Regions from separate parts of the Rattus norvegicus genome. Here region 1 is linked to region 2. A link is a contact called in public Hi-C data. All regions are on one chromosome and are shown on one strand. Each heading gives the region's core, a stretch centred on a gene start, on an enhancer-like site or on the middle of the called end of the contact. The rest is flanking DNA. Distances are from core to core; before and after follow the strand shown. Region 1 has its middle 7.8 kb from the start of Fech. Region 2 overlaps Onecut2 (one cut homeobox 2).

Region 1 (4,113 bases), core at 1,150-3,649, 140 kb before region 2:
ACCTTAAGACTCTCGGTATAATACTTAGGTCCTCAATATTTCTGCTCATTTCTAGTTGAAATGTGTCTTAGGGTTTCCGAGGCCATGAAGAGACACCGTGACCAAGGCAACTCTTAGAAGGGACAACATTTCATTGGAGCTGGCTTCCAGGTTCAAAGGTTCAGTGTATTATCACCATGGTGGGAAGCATGGCAGTGTCCAGACAGACATGGTGCTGGAGTTGGAGCTGAGAGGTCTACATCTTGATCTGAAGGCAGCTAGAAGACTGATTCTTCCACACTGGGCGGAGCTTCAAAGCCCACCCTCACAGTGATGCACTTCTTCCAATGGCACCTACTAGTGCCACTTCCTATGGGCCAAGCATATTTACACCACTACAAAATGGGGGTGCTAGGGAAAGGGTGAGTTATTTAAACTGTCTTAGCATTGTGTGTGTCTTTGACCCCTAGGAATAAAGGTGGCATGAGCGTCAGGTACTGTAATTCATAGCATCTGGAAAGCATTCACAGTAGTGACTAGTCCTCAAAGTGTGTTCACTCTTGTCCTGTTAGCCAGACATCAGCTTGATCAGAATTAGAAGACGTCCTGAGTGTGAACACTGGGTGAATACTCAGCTTGGACCTAATGGTAGCATGTCAGCTTAGAGACAGGGATTTGTCAGCGTTTAGCTTCATTTAACAGTGAGCTCCATGCTGCAGAAGCACATGCATTTTCTCCATGATGCTTCATCATCAAAGCCGTCTGTCTTGTGGAAGACAAGAACCACACCTTTCCCATCTGCACCGTTCATGCTTACATCCCTGTCTTTCCAGCTTCCTTCAGTTGTCATTTCTTTTGGAGACGTGGTAAATTGGAATTGCTTTTCCTTCTGTGCCGTCTCGTTTTCCTAACCATTAGTAGTGTCAGGTATGCTACTTCAGACATGCTGGGTAATAATCTCTCTGTTACATTCTTCCGGTAAAAGTCTCCTGGGCTGTCTACCTGCCTTTACCTAGAACTCCAGCTTACTGGGGAATGTGCTCTTCAGTTAGGGAGGAGAGCTGTGCCCCACTGCAGAGTGGGAACCAGGGCATCTGACAGCTGTTTTGACAAACTTTCAATCCATCTCATTACACCATGTTTCCCTCATCTCCCCTTTCCAAAGCCTGCTACCACCAAGCCCAGTCACTAGGGGTCCTCTTGGTTAAATTTAAATGGTTCTTATTTTAGAATGGCCAGCTTACAATTCAGTTTTTCTCCGGGTGGCTGAACCATGAAATATTGATTCATCTGCCCTCTAGCTTCTAAAAATCTGTTGCTGTAGTAATCTTTCCCTCTCAGTCTTTTGTTCTCCCTCTAGTTCTTGGAGACACAGAGCATCCACCAACATCATTCTAAGACCTCTGTGGAGATTTCAGTGGGGTTTGGGCCGAAGGGAAGCTAACTGTGTGTCCAAGCCCCCTCTGGCCCAGAGGTCGTTACTCCACATTTGAGCACAAGTCAAAAGGAAGAAAGTACAAAGGGAAGGATACATAGTCATTAGGCGTTGGGAAAGACAGGTTGGCAAGCAGTGAAAAACACACACAAACAAACATAAACTGTGGAGAGGCTGGATGTGGTGTATAAGTGGGTGTTGGGAATCTGAGAGGCATTATCCTTGGACTTGATTGTTGAATTTCCTCGGGGCATCCCAGTTCAGCCATGTGTCAAGTCACAGGCTCTCAGCTATGGCCAGCAGCTCTAATAAACTCAAGACACTGGTGGCAAACTCCACAAGGGCTCTCTGGGCCCTGTCTGTGGTAAAAAAAAATTTTTTTTTTGAATTGTGTTCAGAAAGAATGGAACCACCTTTTCACCGTGGGAACAAGCCACACCCGGTTGCAAATACCAGCCCTGTCCCAGACTAACTGGCCTCAGGGGCCCTCTGGAAATGTGTTTTCCTCACCTGTAGAATAGGGTAGAATCATCTTTCAGACATGGTTTTGGTGAATGGAGTCAATAATTGACAGGGTCTAAGCACTTATTGGAAACCCTCTTTTAAAAAGTCAGTACTTCTTTTATCCTTGTGGCTAAATGTGGGCTAACTTCCTTTACAGCTGCCGCCGTTAGGAGCCCACATCTGTTGACTTGGGAAGGAAATGGACTCATTGGGTAAGCCAGTGAACCTGAGTCCGAAGACTTCCTCTAGTCCATGCCACTCAAGCCCCGTTCATCCTTAGGCAAGGAGAGGTGATATAAGGACATCCTTAGCTCAGGCTTAGATGAGGTCGTGACCGGTGACTGCTGAATGCTGTCTCTCTCCAGTAGTTAGAATGGGATGTTGGATTTTGTGTAGTCGCAGGTCCTAATACCTGGTAAGTCTGGGGACCATCTTTGTTACCTTTGCTTGGAGTAAAGGTTTTAGAATGGGGGAGGTGTGTGGACTAAATGGACCTTGGACTGTTAGTTTTGTACAGCCTTTAAAGGACTGCCAAGGGCTGTGCACTCATGGAGACGGGTGTTTTCTCGGAGAAGATCACAGAGGAAGCCTTACACGAGACAGCTCTCCCCTTTCCCTTGTGTTTCCTTCCTGTCCCAATGTCTCCTCGGGCTCAGCGTGTTCCAGTTTTCCCTTGTAAAAATCACGTCTGCCGTTTCTGTTTTGAGACATCACTACTTAAGGCAATCCCTCTGCCTCAGTCTCGGAAGTGCCACAGTGCCAACAGTTTGTCTTGTAAATTCCAATCCCACTTTGGTGAGCATTCCTTTGCCCTTCTGATCCCGACCAAAGTAAATTCAACTTCTGTGCACCCCTTTGCTCCCCCCCTACTGTAAACACATTCATTGGATAAATGTAATGCTTTCTGTCTCAGTTGAATGTGAACAGAACAGCTCCCGGAATCAGAACTGGAGGGAGGGGGTGGAGATAGCATCAAAGCCAGAGCTGTTAGGTTTGTGTCTTAGTTAGGGCTTTACTGCTGTGAACAGAAACCATGACCAAGGCAACTCTTAGAAAGACAACATTTAATTGGGGCTGGCTTACAGGTTCAGAGGTTCAGTCCATTATCGTCAAGGCAGGAACATGGCAGTGTCCAGGCAGGCATGGTGCAGGAGAAGCTGAGAGTTCTATGTCTTCAGCTGAAGGATGCTGGGGGAAGACTGGCTTCCAGGCAGCTAGAATGAGGGTCTTAAGCCCATGCCCATAGTGACACACCTATTCCAGCAAGGTCACAACTACCCCAAGGCCACTTCCCTTACTATTAAGTGCCACTCCCTGGGCCAAGTACATACAAACCTTCACAGTTAGAGTCGCGAATTGAGCCCAGCCAAGGTGCTGAGGGACTTTGAGCAGAGCATTAATACAGAACAGTGTACGCATAAGTACTGCTCTGAGTATAACCACCTCCAGGATAAATATCCACGTGAAAGCTGAGTGATGGAGCTAGAGCAAAGGGGACTCAAGAGACCTGGCTCTTCTGTAGGGAAACCAGAAGGCTGGCTCTCTAGTCCATAGCAAAAGAAGCTTGTGGTGTGCACGGTTTCTGAAGGGAATTAAAAATGGAATTTTACACCTTAAATTTACACAGATCTACACACTTTAAAAGAGTAAGACAGTAGAGCCAAAAAGATAATGTCAGACTTTTTGAGAGTCAGGACACCTCAGGATTGCTGGACAGACACTGGGGACACTTTTATCATCCTGGAAGTTGGGACAAAAGCAGTCTTACAAATATGAGCTCAGGCATATGTGTGTGTCTTAATGTTAGTCCAGTTGCGCTCCCATTCTGTCCATGCTTCTGAACCTTTTTTTAAAAATTTATTTATTTATCATATATGAGTACACTTTAGCTGTCTTCAGACACACCAGTAGAGGGCCTCAGATCTCATTACAGATGGTCGTGAGCCACCATGTGGTTGCTGGGATTTGAACTCAGGACCTCTGGAAGAGCAGTCAGTGCTCTTAACCACTGAGCCATCTCTCCCAGCCCCATGCTTCTGGGCCTTGAGAAACTCAAGTGTGCATCACAGTACTGCAGGGACAGCAATCGGAGGGCCATGTCAAAGATTCTTTGTCATCTGCCAAATCCTACTACATCAAGAAACTTAGTTTCGGGGCTGGGGATTTAGCTCAGTGGTAGAGCGCTTGCCTAGGAA
Region 2 (3,746 bases), core at 327-2,826:
TGAAGTTCATATGTCTTATAATGGGGTCTCTCTGAAACACTGCTGCTGATTTAGTGTGGGAATTCTGCTTACTACTGTGAGGCTTGTGCTTTCAAAAGCCAGCAGCACACAGTTGGAGAGCAGAAGCCCTCATTTGCATACATTCCGGGGGAAAGGGGCCACCAGGCACAAAGCTTAGAAGAGAGTCCGGGTCTTAAAACACGTGTTGAGAGTGTCAATCACTTCCTTTGAACGCGACAGGGAGAAAGAAGCCACATCTGGACAATTCCACCCTGCCTTCTTGCACAGACATCCTGCTCTTCCCCCTTGGGAGGAAAGGTGGGTTATCTTATTTGTTTTTCCAAGAAACCATCCAATGTGAGAGGAAAATCTGAGGCGCTATCCCCCGGCACCTCTCTGGGCACAGAAATCTTCAGGACTGGAGTTATGTCCCTACTCAGACATCTATCTCCCTGATCTAGGCAGAGGGTCCTACAGCCAGGCACCGCAGCTGGAGGGCTGCTCCGTGGCGCTGTTCAAGGTGCTGAAACTCTTTAAGCGTGCAGGCTACAACCCACCCACAAGCACTAGGCTGGGGGTTGTGGGCGAGGCTCCTGGCTGGGCAGACAGGGGGGAGATGATGTCAAAAACAGCTACACCCCATAAAACCACAGTCAGCCCCACCCTTAGCCTTCAAGTCTACTTCACTGACTCAGGTCTTTGTTTTTCTCTTCCTCACCCTCACCATATCTCCTTCTCTCTAGTCTCCTTTACAATATTTTACCTCCGTGGATCAGCTTATCAATCATAGTCTTCTCTGGCACCATCAGCTATGCCATTCTTCTTCCACAGATGGCCACTCCTCTTTGGTCCCACACACATTTCTTGTTTTCTCTGCCCTTCCACCCAACACCACCCAACTGAGCAGGATGTTGTTACCTCAATTGCTCTGTGGTTCAAGACCTCACTCACAGTAGAACTATTGGCTGGTTTCTCCTTGACAATGAAACAGAGGCTTGATTTTCAAAGGAGCATGGGAAGGCCTCCTATGATATATATCTAAGACGGTAGTGTTAGCAGCGGGCAGCAATGCGAAAGATAGGGAATGAAGCATCAGCATGAGACAGGAAGTGAAGGAAGGGGCCTTGGGTGAGGTGGAGCTGATCACAGATCAAGACTCTCAGCAGGTGCAACTGCAGTTACCAGCGTCTCTGTAGCAAGCCTTGACTCTGCTCCTACTCTAGTCCGTACCTTCTGCTTGATCCAAGTAATGCATCCATTGTTTATGATCAAAGCGCTGTGTGCACAGTTCTATTTACTGTAACGCATAGTAATAGAGGGAACAAAAATAGACTAGGGAGGGTTAGTGGGGGGAGTGTGTGTGTGTGTGTGTGTGTGTGTGTGTGTGTGTTAGTGAGCACGCATGCGCTCATGCTCAGATCAAAACTGTTTAATCAGCAATACTGTGATTCAGCAGTTGGGAAATGTAAACAATTGGTGAAACTGCTTGCTTTGGTCAAAACCTTGGAGAGGCCCAAGAGACTGGGCCAAACTCCAAGGAAGGCAGTGCCAGCAAGATGCCCCCTCCCTTGGACAAGGGGCAGAGGCTGGCTCCACCAGCAGATGACTAGCGTGACCTTTGGCTTTTGCACACACATTTGGGTTGGGGTTAATGGCACTTTGCAGGGAGCTCCAATTGAGTAAACAAAAAAAAAAAATGCCTTGCCCTGTTCTAATGGATCACATTATTCCAAGGCCCATGCCTTCATCTGGGCCCCTGCAGCTGCTCTGCAGGTCAGGCTACCAATAAAGCAATTAGCCAATGAGAAAACTCTTCTTCCCGGAGGGGGACTCTGGGCATTTTGCTGCAGTTGCTGCCCTTTGCTTTGGATTGTTTTTGTTTTTTAACAGGCAATCTGCATCAATTGGAGCCTCTTACATCAGACTCCAGAATAAGGGCAGTGAAATTGTGTGTTTGCTAAAGGTGATATTTTTAAGGGGCTAATCCCTTGTTCAACACAACCTAGAGAGCCCACTGCTTCCTGTTCAATTAACCTGAACCATAGCTGAACTCTGCCCTTTGAACCCACTCGGCAGATAAATACATTAACTCACCTAAGGAATCATTAATATTTTTCAATCATGTAAGACAAACATGAGTGTACAAAAACAATCTAAGAGATAGCCAATGGAGAAGGGTCCATGTGCCATTTTGAAAAAAAAATCATGAATTGATGTAACTTACGGAACAAAGAAGGGCTGGAAAAGAAAGGATGGAGCTGTGCCAGTAATTCAAGGGACGAAGGGACTTTCGTTTTCATATCTGCAAGCGAGAGAAATGCTAGACCACAGGCGGCAACTCTCACTTCGTCTACAGTGCTCTATGAGAAACCCTGTTCTTCATACCTAAACTGGCTTCTGTGGCTTCCATCACCATGACTCTAAGTCCCTTCTTAAGCAGTTTTGGTGTCCACGATCACATATGGAGTCCAAAATATTGCAATGGTAGGTACCAATTCTATTCTTGATTGTGGCAGAAATAGTGCTTTTACACGAACCGTTTAAATGAGCCAAGTTAGTGGTTCGATGGAAATCCCCTTACATTAGGAAATGCTGTTCCTAAGACACTGCTGGTCTTCGCCTTAGAAACTGACTTTCATTTGTGAGGGGGAAAAAAAAAGGAGGGGAGTTGCTAAATGCATCTAATTTATCTTTATCTCTGCGTGTCATTTCAGAGTGATCAAAACATGCCCAGCTGTGTCACTATATGTTTTGGTCTGATTTAATTTCACTTCCCACAGTTCCGCCTCCTGCCCCCCCCCCCCGCCTTCAGCCCCCATTTTCATTTTTTGTTTGGCTTGGAATGTCCAGCTACCCTAGATGAGAACACTTAGAGGAATATCATAGGCACGAAGGGTAAATCTATTGAACGAGGGTCTTTAACTATGTGGTTTCCTTAAAGGGAAAGGTTGGATCAATAGGATCAATATGAAAGGTTTCCCTGGCCCTGCATAAAAGGGTAAGGGCTTCTCTTTTCCCTGGTTTAACTTTACTCTCTGACAAATGCAAATCAATGGATCTGTGTTTACAACTGATTCCCTAACAGACTCAGCTTGGGCAAAGCCCAAAGCCTTACCCTAGGAGGTGGGGAGACCAAGCTGCTCCAGGGAGATGCTCTAGGGTAGAATGGGAAATTGCTGGTAATAGCCACCAAGCAAGAACTGGCTTAATATACATCCAGACTCCACTGCCCGTGACCTCTCCAACAAGGGGAGTAAAATGCAAGGCAGACAGGTTCCTTTAAGAATGTCAGGCAGCATAAAGCTCATGTTCTGGGAGCTGGCGAGGCAGTCAATATAGCTTCTTATCAATATAGATCTAACAGGCTGACCATATAGAGGCTGTGCTGAGGTTTCTGCAACAAGAGAGGCTGAACACTTGAGTCCTGTCAGTGCTCATTTTGCCCTTTCTTAGGTGGCAACTGGCGCTTCTTGTTCATGACAAAGCAAACCATGAAAATGGTGGTTTGCCTTTTAAAAATGTGATGCCTTCCAGAAATTCCATGATTTTGAGTCAATACCAGTCACACAGAAATTATTTTCCTTCCTACAGGAGAAGGTATATGTATATTTGATTACAGGAACCAAAGTCTAATGCTGATTAAATTACACTGGAGGTGTGCTTCTAACCCAAACAAAGTCTGCTTTCTACTGAAAGAGTAATGGATCCTCAAGTGGTGAGAGATGCACCAAGGAGGTGTGCAGAGC

What was found. A called contact is a pair of places that touch in the nucleus more often than the background predicts.
Region 1: a Hi-C map of liver shows a contact between it and region 2, with 3 times the contacts expected there. The contact joins two enhancer-like sites. A contact is called at or near these places in 3 of 12 Hi-C or Micro-C datasets (hepatocytes and liver).

What each region holds. Positions count from the first base shown.
Region 1 is chr18:60,254,302-60,258,414 of GRCr8, reverse strand. No RefSeq gene overlaps it. Among named protein-coding and RNA genes, the nearest start is that of Fech, 7.8 kb to the right of the region's middle. Within about 2 kb of position 2,399, at least 2 of the 93 cell types and tissues checked have an H3K27ac peak or open chromatin away from gene starts, as enhancers often do. A contact at or near this core is called in liver, where this site is marked.
Region 2 is chr18:60,110,306-60,114,051 of GRCr8, reverse strand. All of the region lies in intron 1 of Onecut2 (one cut homeobox 2), which reads right to left. Among named protein-coding and RNA genes, the nearest start is that of Onecut2, 10 kb to the right of the region's middle. Within about 2 kb of position 1,576, at least 3 of the 93 cell types and tissues checked have an H3K27ac peak or open chromatin away from gene starts, as enhancers often do. A contact at or near this core is called in liver, where this site is marked.